Linked DNA regions of Callithrix jacchus: region 1 is linked to region 2. Evidence: chromatin contacts called from public Hi-C data. All regions are on one chromosome and are shown on one strand. Each heading gives the region's core, a stretch centred on a gene start, on an enhancer-like site or on the middle of the called end of the contact. The rest is flanking DNA. Distances are from core to core; before and after follow the strand shown.

Region 1 (6,647 bases), core at 1,199-3,698, 180 kb after region 2:
GGGATCACCTGAGGTCAAGAGTTCGAGACTGGCCTGACCAACATGGCGAAACCTGTCTCTACTAAAAATAAAAAATAAATTAATTAACCAGGCGTGGTGACAGGCAGCTGTAATCCCAGCCACTTGGGAGGCTGAGGCAGGAGAATCACTTGAACCTGGAAGTGGTGGTTGCAGTGAGCTGAGATCCTGACATTGCACTCCAGCCTGGGCAACAAGAGCAAAACTCCATCTCAAAACAGCAGCAACAACAACAAAACAAAGAAATGGACTTGGGTTACTGTGATGTGGGAGATCTATAGAGTTAACGGAATTGGTCCAGATAAGAAATTTAGTTTTCCACATTGAGAAAGAAAAAGATGAATAGCCCAGTAGGAAATAGGCAAAGGGTATGAACAAAAAAAATGTAGGGGAGGAATCCAGACTGGCCAGTGAATGTGTGGTGAGGGGCTCAGCCTCACCAAACATATGGGAAACATTTACTCACAGTGAGGCACCATTCACACAAGCAGACTGGCAGGTACTGAAGATAACTCCATGCACTGCAGATATCCATGTGTGGCTGGGCTGCAGAGCAGCATTGCATACATAGCCAAAGGTCCCAAGGCCCACTCCAGCACATTCCCCTCCTTCCCCTGCATAGGGGTCTGCGTTGAACCTGGTGTGCATAGAGATGACCAGCATCCTTGAACTGTTACTATGTGTGTACCTAACTGTTTGGAAGGAGAAAAAGTACTTTGGGAGGCCGAGGCAGGCAGATCACAAGGTCAGGAGTTTGAGACCAGCCTGGCCAACATGGCAAAACCCCATCACTGCTAAAAATACAAAAATTAGGCATGGTGGTACATGCCTGTAATGCCAGCTACTTAGGAGGCTGAGGCAGGAGAATTGCTTGAACCCAGGAGGCAGAGGTTGCAATAAGCCAAGATTATGCCATTGCACTCCAGGGTGGACGACAAGAGCAACACTCCTTCTCAAAAAAAAGAAAGAGGCAAGCAAAAACCAGTGAGTTGGATGAATTTCCTACAGAATTAGCTCCCTGGTAGGGCCTGGCCGGAGATTATGAGAGTAGTAGCATTAATCCTTGCAGATACTCATCCCATCCAGTGGTACTTTTTGTGGGATCATTACTGAGTAGCTTTTCTTATTTCTGAAGAAGCCTCCCTATCACTAGGAGGAGGGAGGGTCCCAGTGCCATCCCCAGTGTCCTTCTGATACTTTACCCAAGGAGTCTTCATGGAGCTCCTGCCACCCTGCAGATTGGCCAGCAGCTTGAGATCTGCTGGTTGGGAACTTTTGCTATTTAAAACATTTTTTGTAATTGTGGCATATAGATATATCTAACAATATTTACCATTTTAACCGTTTTTAATTGTATGGTCTGAGGCATTAAGTACATTAATGTTGTTGTATACCATCATCACCATGAGCTCTAGAACTTTTCTCATCATTCAGAATTGGACCCCTCCACCCATTAAACAGTACATCCCCTCTTCTGGCCCCTGACAGCTCTACTACTTTTTTGTCGTTAGGAATTTGACTACTCTAAATACCTCCTGTGAGTAGACTCCTACAGTATTTGTTTTGTATCTTAGCATATACTTTTTTTTTTTTTTTTTTTTGAGGCAGAGTCTTGTCTGTCACCCAGACTAGAGTGCAGTGGCATGATCTTGGCTCACTGCAACCTCTGCCTCCCAGGTTCAAGCGATTCTCCTGCCTCAGCCTCCCAAGTAGCTGGGAATACAGGCACCTGCCACTACACCTGGCTAACTTTTTTTTTTTTTTTTTTTTGAGACAGAGTCTTGCCCTGTAGCCCAGGCTGGAGTGCAATGGCACGATCTCGGCTCGCTGCAACCTCCGCCTCCTGGGTCCAAGCAATTCTCTTGCCTCAGCCTCCCGAGTAGCTGAGATTACAGGCATATGCCACCACCCCCGGCTAATTTTTTTGTATCTTTAGTAGAGATGGGGTTTCACTATGTGGGCCAGCCTGGTCTCGATCTCCTAACCTTGTGATCCACCTGCTTCTGCCTCCCAAATGCTGGGATTACAGGCATGAGCCACCCACCATGCCTGGCCCTTAGCATATTCCTAAAGGTTCATCCATGTGAGCATGTACCAGAATTTCTTCCCTTTTTAAGAGGGCTGGATACTATTCCATTGTATCTATATGCACCACATTTTACCTGCATGTATCAGAATTCTTTCCCTTTTTAAAAAGGCTGAGTGATATTCCATTGTGTATGTATACACCATGTTTTACTTGTCAGTTATCTGTCGATAAGACAGTTGGATTGTTTCCAGCTTTTGGCTATTGTGAATGATGTTCCTGGAAACATCAGTGTGAAAATGTCTGCGCTGCAATTGTTTTTAAGACTTTGGGAAAGACATTTGGCCCAGCTTCTTGTTTGCCATGAAGCCCAGAGGTAGGGGCTGCCCAGTGCCCACAGCCAGGAATGGGACCCAGAAGCCAGGCCGTGGCACTCCTGAGGCTGTATTCTCTTGCAGTGACCTCCTGCTGCTGGGCTGAGGAGCCCCGCTCAGAGGCTGTGCATCTTGGATATAATTCTGCCCTTTCTCCTATTTATAGCTATGCCCTTTGCCTTCTGTACGAGAGAGAAGCTTCCTTGGACAGAATTTGCTGAGTCAGCAGAAGACGGGCCCACCACCAAATTCTGTCAGAAGGTAGGACATTAACTGTGCCTCTGGTAGCAGCTGCCAAATATGTGCAAGTCACAAAGCACGACCACAGCTTCTGCGTATGGCCTTTCATCATGGAAAATGCACTCCTTTGGTGTTTGTTTTGCCAGATAAGATAAGACTATTTGCCACCTTTTTTTTTTTTTTTAGCATACTCTTAAAATTGGAGAGTGTAAGGCTCCAGAAGGGCCATTAGTAGCTTTTTTAGGCAAGGGAGCTACAGCCCAGGGAGGATGGTAGCAGGTGACTTTTGTAGTAAGTCCTGCAGCTGGCAAGTGGCAGAGCTGGCATTCAGGGACCAGAGGGGCCAGTTCCTCAACCAGAGCTCTGCCGGCTCCACTGCAGTTAGCTTGAGCCACAGAAGCTTCGATTCATGGCCTGTGTCTCATCAGTGTAGAAATTGTTTTTGATTTTTCTTCATTAAAACCTCATAATACATGTTGTGTGGTCCCATTTATATGAACTGTCCAGAATAGGCAAATCCGTAGAGACAGAAAGCAGATCAGTGGTGGCCAGGGGCTGGGGGCGAGGAAGGAAGGGAATGATTGCTAATGGGCACAAAGTTTCCATTTAGGGTGATGAAATGTTCTAAAATTAGGTAGTGGCGATGGTTGCACAACTCTGAATATCCTGAATACTACTGAACTTCACACTTCAAAAGAGTGACTCCTTGTTCTGCTCTTTCCCCACTTCTCATTACTGGACTTGACTGATCTTAAAGTGAATCTTAATGCTGTGTGAATTATGTCTTATAAAGCTGTTACCAGAAAGCCCGTAACATTTCATGAGGTGACGAAGGGTAGTTTATCCTTATTTTCACCTCTAACAAAAGAACTGTTTTCATTTCTTTGTATTCTCTTTCAGATTTTATGTATATACTTCGGGGCTTTTGGGGCACACCTATATATAATCATGGTGACTTTATCAATACTTAGTTGTGATTCCAAACACTGGTGTTCTCAGGCTATAAGGGAAAAAAAAAATCTCTCATTCACCGGTTTGTTGGTTCCTTGCTATGGAGAAAAGAGGAAGGGGACTTTTGCAGATGATAAGCCTGAGCCAGGGCTGGAGGAAGAGTTTAAAAGGGAGCTGATGTTAGGGACACTCTACCTCCACAGGGACTTAAGGCTGCTCTTAACATGGCCCCTAGTGCTGCCTTCCGAGTGTGCCTCTCCCCTGTCCTGTCGTTAAGGCCAGAGATCATGATGGCTAATTAGAGCAGAGGACAAGACCGGGTGCAGTGGCTCATGCCTGTAATCCTAGCACTTTGGGAGGCCAAGGTGGGTGGATCACCTGAGGTCAGGAGTTCAAGACCAGCCTGGCCATCATGGTGAAACCCCAACTTTATACAAATAAATAAATAAAAATAAAGAGCAGAGGACAAATGACCTACCGGGCTGCTCATCCTGAGGTCACCAGGGCTTGATGTTCTTACTTGGAACAAAAGGAATTTGATGCCAAAGAGATTTATTTTTGGTGTAGATAAGAAGTTTGATTATTCTTTTTATTTTTTATTTATTTATTATTTTTTTTTTTTTTGAGACAGTTTTGCTGTTGTTACCCAGACTGGAGTGCAATGGCACCATCTTGGCTCACCGAAACCTCTGCCTCCTGGGTTCAAGCAATTCTCCTGCCTCAGCCTCCCGAGTAGCTGGGAATACAGGTGCACACCACCATGCCCAGCTAATTTTTGTATTTTTAGTACAGACAGGGTTTCACCTTGTTGACCAGGATGGTCTTGATCTCTTGACCTCGTGATCCACTCTCCTCGGCCTCCCAAAGTGCTGGGATTGTAGGCTTGAGCCACCATGCCTGGCTTTTATTCTTTTTTAAAGTAGTAAAATATATATATAAAATGTACCATTTTAACCATTTTAAGTTCAGTAGTGTAAAGTATATTCACGTTGTGCAGATCTCCAGAACTTTTGCATCTTGCAAATCTGACTCTATACCCATTAAACAATAGCTCCCCACTCCCCCAACCCCTGCAATTACCATGCTACTAATATTATACTCTCCATTTCTGTGAATTTGACTACTCTAGATACCTTACACAAATGGAATCATACAGTATTTGTCTTTTTGGGACTGGCTTATTTCATTTAGCATATCATCAAGGTTTATCCATGTATAGTATAGAACCATAGCATTTAAGGCTGGATGATACTCCATTATATGGGTGTGCCACGGTTCGTTTATCCATTCACCCATTGATGGGCACTTGGGTGAATGGATGAACGAAACATGGCACATTTCACCCAAGTGCCCGTCACATTTGTAAATCCATGCTCATTGCAGCGTTACTCACAATAGCAAAGAGATTGCTACTGTGAGTAATGCTGCAGTGAACATGGATTTGCAAATCTCTTTGAGACCCTGCTTTCAATCCTTTTGGTATATACCCAGGATTGGGATTGCCAGATCAAATGGTAATTCTTGTGTAATTTTTTGAGGAACTCCCATATGGTTTTCCAGAGCAGCTGCACCATTTTGCTCTACCACCAACTGTGCACAGGACAATGATGATTCTTATTTAGCAAAGCGTGGACATCAGGGCATTTAGCGTTCCAGACAACAAATGCAAGTGATTGCTCTGACCCAAGCCTAATGATTTAGTAGGATCATTAAATTCTTCTCCAATAAAAAACTACAACAATGGGTTTGAAAGTGGGACTCTGCTATATTCATCATTTTTCCAGCTGGCGAAGAACCATAACATGGTGGTAGTGTCTCCCATCCTGGAACGAGACAGCGAGCATGGGGACACTTTGTGGAATACAGCCGTGGTGATCTCCAATTCTGGAGCAGTCCTGGGAAAGACTAGGAAGAACCACATCCCCAGAGTGGGTGATTTCAACGAGGTGAGCCACCATCAGACAGATAACCAGCCCTGCTCACTTGCCCCTCTGTGTGTTGTGGATCTCTGGGACTTTCTGTGGGGAAGTTCCATGAAGGGTAATGCTCCATGTCATGCATACTCCACTGGACCACAGTGTGGCTGCTGGGCTCGGAGGCTCACCTGACATTGCCCTGCATCACACAGTCAGACAGGATTCAGGCGGGACTCTCAGAGGAGTCCCAAACACCTTTAGCACAATGGTGCATTTTTTTTTAATACAACCTGATTTAGCCTCCTGAATTCTTCTTTGAAGTAAGTGGTATGTATATAAATTACAACCAAAAACAGGTTGGGCATGGTGGATCAAGCCTGTAATCTCAGCACTTCGGGATGCCAAGGCGGGAGGATCATGAGGTCAGGAGTTTGAGACCAGCCTGCCCAACATGGTGAAACCTTGTCTCTACTAAAAATACAAAAAAAAAACAAATTAGCTGGGTGTGGTGACAGGCACTTATACTCCTAGCTACTTGGGAGGCTGAGGCAGGAGAATTGCTTGAACCCAGGCGGCTGAGGTTGCAGTGAGCTGAGATCCCACTATTGCACTCCAGCCTAGGTGACAGAGCGAGACTCCGTCTCAAAAAACAAAAATAAACATTCCACAAACATGAAATGATTTGTGTGGCCCCTTTTCAGACTCAGAGCCTAGCACACCACAGCTCTGTCCTTGTTTGGAACGTGGCATTCCTTGTCCATGACTCATGGGGGGGGTCTGAGGTGGCCCATGTTTGTGTGTCAGGTGACAGTGGGCAAACGTGTATTTGTGTATGTGTGCATCATGTGGTGTTTTCATGTGCCCCATGATCAGGGCACAAGTTGGGGGGGCCATTTTAGTTGATTAATGCCAACCCCTGGATAGGTAAGATGGGAGGGGGTGGACGTTTGAAGGAGGGAAATGAGCGCTGCCTAATGCCTAAGATTCTAAATCAGAACTTGCTTTGTGGTTAATACAGTTGTTCAGGATGTGATGTCCCCAGTTCTCTCTCCATGATTGTGGGGGTCCTGGCCATTCTCAGGCTGGTCAGGCAGACAAGAAATGGTCTGCAGTGCTAGAGGA
Region 2 (6,121 bases), core at 1,527-4,026:
AGAGTGAGACTCCATCTCAAAACAAAAGAAAAAGTCACAAATTGATCCTGTGTCCATGGTACCTGGCCTGGTAATGTCAGCATGATTGATGGGCATATAACCAGAGCGAGGATGGATTGTTTTTTATTTGTTAGAGAATAATGGGGTTCATAATCAAGAATGGGGCTCAAAGGTTATGAACTCCTTGTTAAATGGGTACGACAATGCCCAGAGTTGTTCAGAACAAAATTGTACTAATGACATTGAGACTAGCACTTTGCCTGATCTTTAGAATAAAAATAACATTGTAGAAATTGAGTTATAATTTATAATTTAAAAATAGGAAGATCATAGTAGTAGTTCTTCTCCTTGGTAGCTCAAATGTTGATTTTGAGTTGAAGACAGTAGATGGCAGTGTCCCTCACAGTAGGAACACTGAAGAGGAAGGAAACTGCCATTAGAGGCTTGAGACTCGAAGAGTAATGCTGCTTTCTTGTATGACCACAAATCATGCTAGATGGCAGTTTTGTAAACTAGTATTCACAACAAGAACTTAAGCACAAACTCCTTTGTTTCCAGGAAAATAATAATACTTTCTGTTTCAGAGTAAAAATACAGGCATGATTGTAAAGTTTAAATCAAATTCCCTAGAGACACCTTTAGTGCACTTTATTCTGAGTATTTCCACTGGCTGCCGGTTTCTCTTTTATTTAAAGGGATTTTATTTATTTATTATTTATAAGAGGTGACAATAATAAATATGTCGTGACGGGCGACAGAAAAACACCTTTTAAATAATTGTGATTATGTGAATTCTGTGGTCGTGAATGAAAAGGTTAATAAAGAGAAAAAGAACAAAATAAGTGAATGAAATTGAGAATTTGTGATTTGTCTAAGATGGCCATGTAGCTTAAAATGTCATCTGAGAATCAAAATGCCAAATGTTAAAAGTGAGCTTTACTGTCGTTTGTCTTGCGTGTATTATGTTTAACAATAAGTAGATGTGTCCTTTGTGACCAGAAAATGAAAACAATTTTTTTTAAGCAAATTTCAAGAGAAATTACACTCCTAACATTTTTTGCTTGCCTGTTTTTTGTTGTTTTTTTTTTTTTTGAGATGGAGTTTTGCTCTTGTTGCACTGGCTGGAGTACAGTAGCACCATCTTGGCTCACTGCAACCTCTGCCTCCTGGGTTCAAGTGATTATCCCATCTGAGCCTCCTGGGTAGCTAGGATTACAGGCACCTGCCATCACGCCTGGCTAATTTTTTATTTTTAGTAGAGACAGGGTTTCACCATGTTGGCCAGGCTTGTCTCGAACTCCTGACCTCAAGTGATTGGTAGATATTACAGGCCTAAGCCACCATGTCTGGCCACCTGTTTTGATTATGAAATATTTCTTGCATATAAATGGATACAGTGTAAATGAAAGGTGTAACCCTAGTGTTTTCAATATTAGAAAATTTTCAGCTTCTGTTCTTACTCCTCATCTATGTCCAAAACCCTGAATTTGTCTATATGTGTGGTCACAAGGAGTCAAGTTCGCTTGCTGATTCCAGAGCCATCCTTGCCTCCAGAGATAAGGATGAGGGGGCATACACTCACCCACTCAGCTTGGTGTCTGCTTTACCCAAACCAGTTTGGATGGCCTGTTTGACCCTTAGTTTGCAGGTTGAGTCTGAAGTAGCTTGTATATGAGACAGGCTTTAAAGTTTAATCCTTTGTTTATGAAGTCATCTACCTTTGTTGTCTTAGCACAAGACTAACCTTTTTGTCTCTAAGATGATGAAGATTATGTCTTTTTCGTTTTCTTCTTAAGCACTTAAAAAAAAAGCTTGGTACAAAGTTGGTACATATCACACATTTGAAGAATTAAAGAGTAAATTTTGAACCCTTTTTATTTCACAGGACCTGACTTTGTTACACAGTTTCGGGGCAATGAATGGGAGCAAGTTAACCACTGGCTACCAGAATTGCCCCTGCTGCCAACATTTTATCTCATTTATTTCTGATCCAGCTTTAGAAAATACAGCATTATTTATATAATTGTAAGAATTATTATTCCACATATAATTGTTATAAATATTCAAGGCTCTATATTGTTAAAGTGAATGCATGCCATTTAAAAATATCAGAACACACATATACCAGCATCAGATATAGAGTGGCAAAAAGATTTTAGAAGAGAAGGTTCTAGTGGAACAAGGATAAGGAAGATGATGAGCCATCTAAGAAAAAACATCAGTATACTCATACTTTAGGGTCTTGATTAAAAGCCAGTAAATTGTTAGCTACAGGAAGAATTTTTTGATTACATGTGCCATTGTAAGCAGGTATTCACTATGCCTGAGTTCCTTCTGCTAAGTATAAGGAATGGGAGAAAATGTTATTTACCCAGAAACACTAATGTCTAAAGTTACACGGTCTCTGATGACAAATTGTTAAGTTCTGTCAATAGGATACTTACTTAAAAAAAAAACCAAACACCTAGGTAATGGTTTCAGCATTGCTTTTTATTATGCTACCGTTAGCCTGCACATTTATACATTTATTCCATTTTAAAGACCTACCACATTTCAACTACTGAGTGTGTGAGGTCATCACATGGCTTCTTCTGCCTTTGAAGTGTTTTTAGTCTAGTGGTCGAGACAGGTGTATAAAGAGATGTGGTAATGTTGGTGGCAACACGATACAAGGCCATGTAAGACAGAGTTGGAACGCAGAGAAAAGCCAGGGATCTACTGGGGTGGGACTGTAGGTGAATCAGAGTAAGGATTTGCCACTAGTTGTAAGTACGCTTCCTTGCCCTTAACCAAAAAGTGATTGGTTCCTGAGCTGTCAAAGGAACCAGCTGTGAAAGGTTTACTTAGTGGCACCTGTCAGCATAGCACCCTCCTAAGGCATTTCTCTCTTATGCGTGGATTTTAGAGTAGAATGTCCAAAGAGAAGGTGACTTCCCTTTATGACCCTGGCACTTTCATTTTTGTATCCTCACTCTATCTAGAATGGTACTTTGCGTCTTATTGGTACTCATCGAATGTTTTTAGAGTGAATGAAACTGTTTTAAGAAAATTTGTATTATGAGATGAGTAATTTGAATAATTATTACTTTATAAATATATTTATTTAAAAAAATATTTTGTAGGATTAATTTAAATAGCAGCTCCCCTGGGTATTATTTTTTTTACTAATTTTGATTTTACTAATTCACTACTTTTCTGGAATTTATTCTAGTGTGTAAAGAAAGATATGCTTATATAATTACTGCAGATTAATAATACTTATGATTAAAAGTTCATATTTTAGTCACAGTCAATATTGTTTTGATTGTTTATGTACCAACAAAGTGGATTTCTCACGGTTTTACATTTTGTTTCAGAATTAAGATATTGTGGAAGGAAGTGATTTAGAAATTGTGATTTTTAACTTGCTATTTTCCAAAGAAAGTAATACTGGTTATTACTTGGATTCAATATTTTTTCTATTAAAGTTTTGTATTAAAATTTTTTGTAGTCTTTGGACAGGATAACTTTTTCACATGTCATATTTAAAGTACCTCTTTTCTTTATATCATTCCTTTGAAAATTGTAGTGAGAATAAATATTTAAACTTTTATGGTCTTTTCAGATACAGTTAAAAAACTCCAGGACCAGAAGCATGACATGGAAAGAGAAATAAAGACTCTCCACAGAAGACTTCGGGTAGGATAAATCTTCATGGATTATCTTGTTAGAAAAGTTTTCTGAAATTTGAGGTTTAGTCATTGACTGTGTTATCATTCATCTTAAGCTTTAGATACAGTGATAATACCGACCCCATTGGGCTTTGGGCAGAAAGCAAATGTTGTCATTTCAAATTGAGACTGGTGCTAGATTTTGGGTAGAAGAATATACTATAGGTTGAGTATCCCTAACCAGAAATTCTGAAATCTAAAATGTTCCAAAATTCACAACTCTTTGAGTGATGGCATGATGCTCAAAGGAGATGCTTATTGGAGCATTTTGGATTTCGGATTTTCAGATTTGGGATGCTTAGCTGTTAAGTATAGTGCAAATATTCCAAAATCCAAAACATCTTAAATCTGAAATGCTTTTGGATAAGTGGTACTTGACCTGTAGAAATTTATGGGTAATAATTTTAGAATGATAGATTTGGGGGAAAACTGTTCTATTTTGTAAAGAAAGGTTATTAGCTGTTGATTATAAGATGCCCCAAACCAGTCTGTTTTCATACACGTTTTCTTCATTTTGTGCATATGATCCATCTTGCCAACAGCAATGCAGCCATGATGCAGGGGGTGGGGAGAAAGCTACTCAATGGTTTGGGTCATGCCACAGTTGCTTAGGCTCCTTTCATGATGTTACAAAATTGCTTTAGAGGTGTGAGGATGTGAGGCTCAGGCATGGCCCAGCTGTGGCTCTAATGGAGATGAGGCCCAGGGAGACTTCCCCACCCGGCCTCACCCGCATCCTCCATGACTGTGGGAAGCAACAGACCATGTAGTTCCTCACCATTCTTTGTATAATTTTGCCTGCCTGTATTGAGTTTAGTGTTTTTCTTCTGGCTTCCTCTTCCTTTTCCTTTTCTTTTGATTTTTTTTTCCTGTTAGGTTTTGATGTCAGGATATTTATAGTTTTTCACTGTATGGTTCACATACCATTTCTATACCTTCTTGTGCTTTTCAGAAGTAAAGCTCCATAAATTCTCGATGATGTTTATATCCATAAGACTTGCTTTGAAACTTGCATGAAGGGAGGCTTGACATTGTTATCATTAATATCTGTTGAGCACTCTGAGTGCTTGATGCCTCAGTAGACAGATAGCTAGAGAATCTTTTCCTTATTAAGAACAAATTCACTAATAATAGTTGCATTGCCTGTTTGAAATAGATAATAGCAATTCTCTGGGATTAAAAAAATTAATCATTATTCGGAAGCATTAGTGCATTATAGCAATCCAATCATAAACAAATTTTATTGCTTTTAAATAAAAAATAAAAAGTTAGTTTTTTAATATAGGAAGAATCTGCAGAATGGCGGCAGTTTCAGGCTGATCTCCAGACTGCGGTAGTCATTGCAAATGACATTAAATCTGAAGCTCAAGAGGAGATTGGTGATCTAAAGCGCCGGTTACATGAGGCTCAAGAAAAAAATGAAAAACTCACAAAAGAATTGGAGGAAATAAAGTCACGCAAGTATGTTCTGAGAAACCAGTTGTGTACTTATGTTTTAGTAGAGAACATTTAAGTTCCAATTTTTGATGTGGTATTATGCAAAAAATGTGGAGTTTGATACTAAGTTTGGATCTGATGGAAGTTACTCAGCTTTTCTAGGCCTCATTTTATGGCACATGTAAACTAGTGCTGTCTGTGTGGATCTTTCTGTCAGTATCAGTGATCCACAACTCTGGAGGGAACCAGGATGGTCTCACGTGATTCTCCTTTCCCCCGGTGCCACATTCCAGCCCTGTTAATTTTCTTTAGATTGTAGCCTCATGATTAAGGATGACTCTGGAGACAGATAGTCTTGGTTCGTGTCCAGCTCTGCTTCTTACTAGCTGTGACCTTGGTCAGGAACCTTCACGCCTGGGCCTCAGTTTTCTCATCTTTAAAGTGACACAATACTACCTGCTGTACAGTGTTGTCATAAGGATTAAATAAGACAGAGCCTCCCAAGTACTCAGGGCAATGATCAGTATACTTTAGCTAGTATTTTTGGAGACCCAAGTAAAGAATGCAAAGTGACTTTCTATCACTCACTTGAGGAATTTTCACTTGTTTTATCTTATAATCACATGAATTTCCGTAGTTTTTTCCCCATGTAACATAGAGATAATTGGAAACTGATGAAAATTATCAGATGAAATGACATTTGTGACATGCTCTGAGGTCCACACTGAGACTCCACCTGGCTAATTTTGTATTTTTAGCAGAGACGGGGTTTCTCCACATTGGTCAGGCTGGTCTCGAACTTCCGACATCAGGTGATCTGCCTGCCTCAGCCTCCCAAAGTGCTAGGATTACAGGCATGAGCCACTGCACCTGGCTATTTGGTGGATATTTTGTGAAAATAATTAAGACAGCTTGTCACTTAAAGGAAAACAACCAACAGTATTTATTGCCGCTGATACAATGGGGGCTTTCAA

What was found. A called contact is a pair of places that touch in the nucleus more often than the background predicts.
Region 1: a contact with region 2 is called in a Hi-C map of skeletal muscle, with 4 times the contacts expected there. The contact joins two enhancer-like sites. A contact is called at or near these places in 2 of 3 Hi-C or Micro-C datasets (both in skeletal muscle).

The regions. Positions count from the first base shown.
Region 1 is chr1:195,060,508-195,067,154 of calJac240_pri, forward strand. UPB1 (beta-ureidopropionase 1) reads left to right here. Exons shown (of 10, transcript XM_035267335.2): 4 at 2,585-2,679; 5 at 5,394-5,555. Among named protein-coding and RNA genes, the nearest start is that of UPB1, 20 kb to the left of the region's middle. Within about 2 kb of position 2,449, at least 3 of the 16 cell types and tissues checked have an H3K27ac peak or open chromatin away from gene starts, as enhancers often do. A contact at or near this core is called in skeletal muscle, where this site is marked.
Region 2 is chr1:194,877,050-194,883,170 of calJac240_pri, forward strand. SPECC1L (sperm antigen with calponin homology and coiled-coil domains 1 like) reads left to right here. Exons shown (of 16, transcript XM_035267244.3): 6 at 3,605-3,678; 7 at 4,996-5,171. Among named protein-coding and RNA genes, the nearest start is that of SPECC1L, 67 kb to the left of the region's middle. Within about 2 kb of position 2,777, at least 1 of the 16 cell types and tissues checked has an H3K27ac peak or open chromatin away from gene starts, as enhancers often do. A contact at or near this core is called in skeletal muscle, where this site is marked.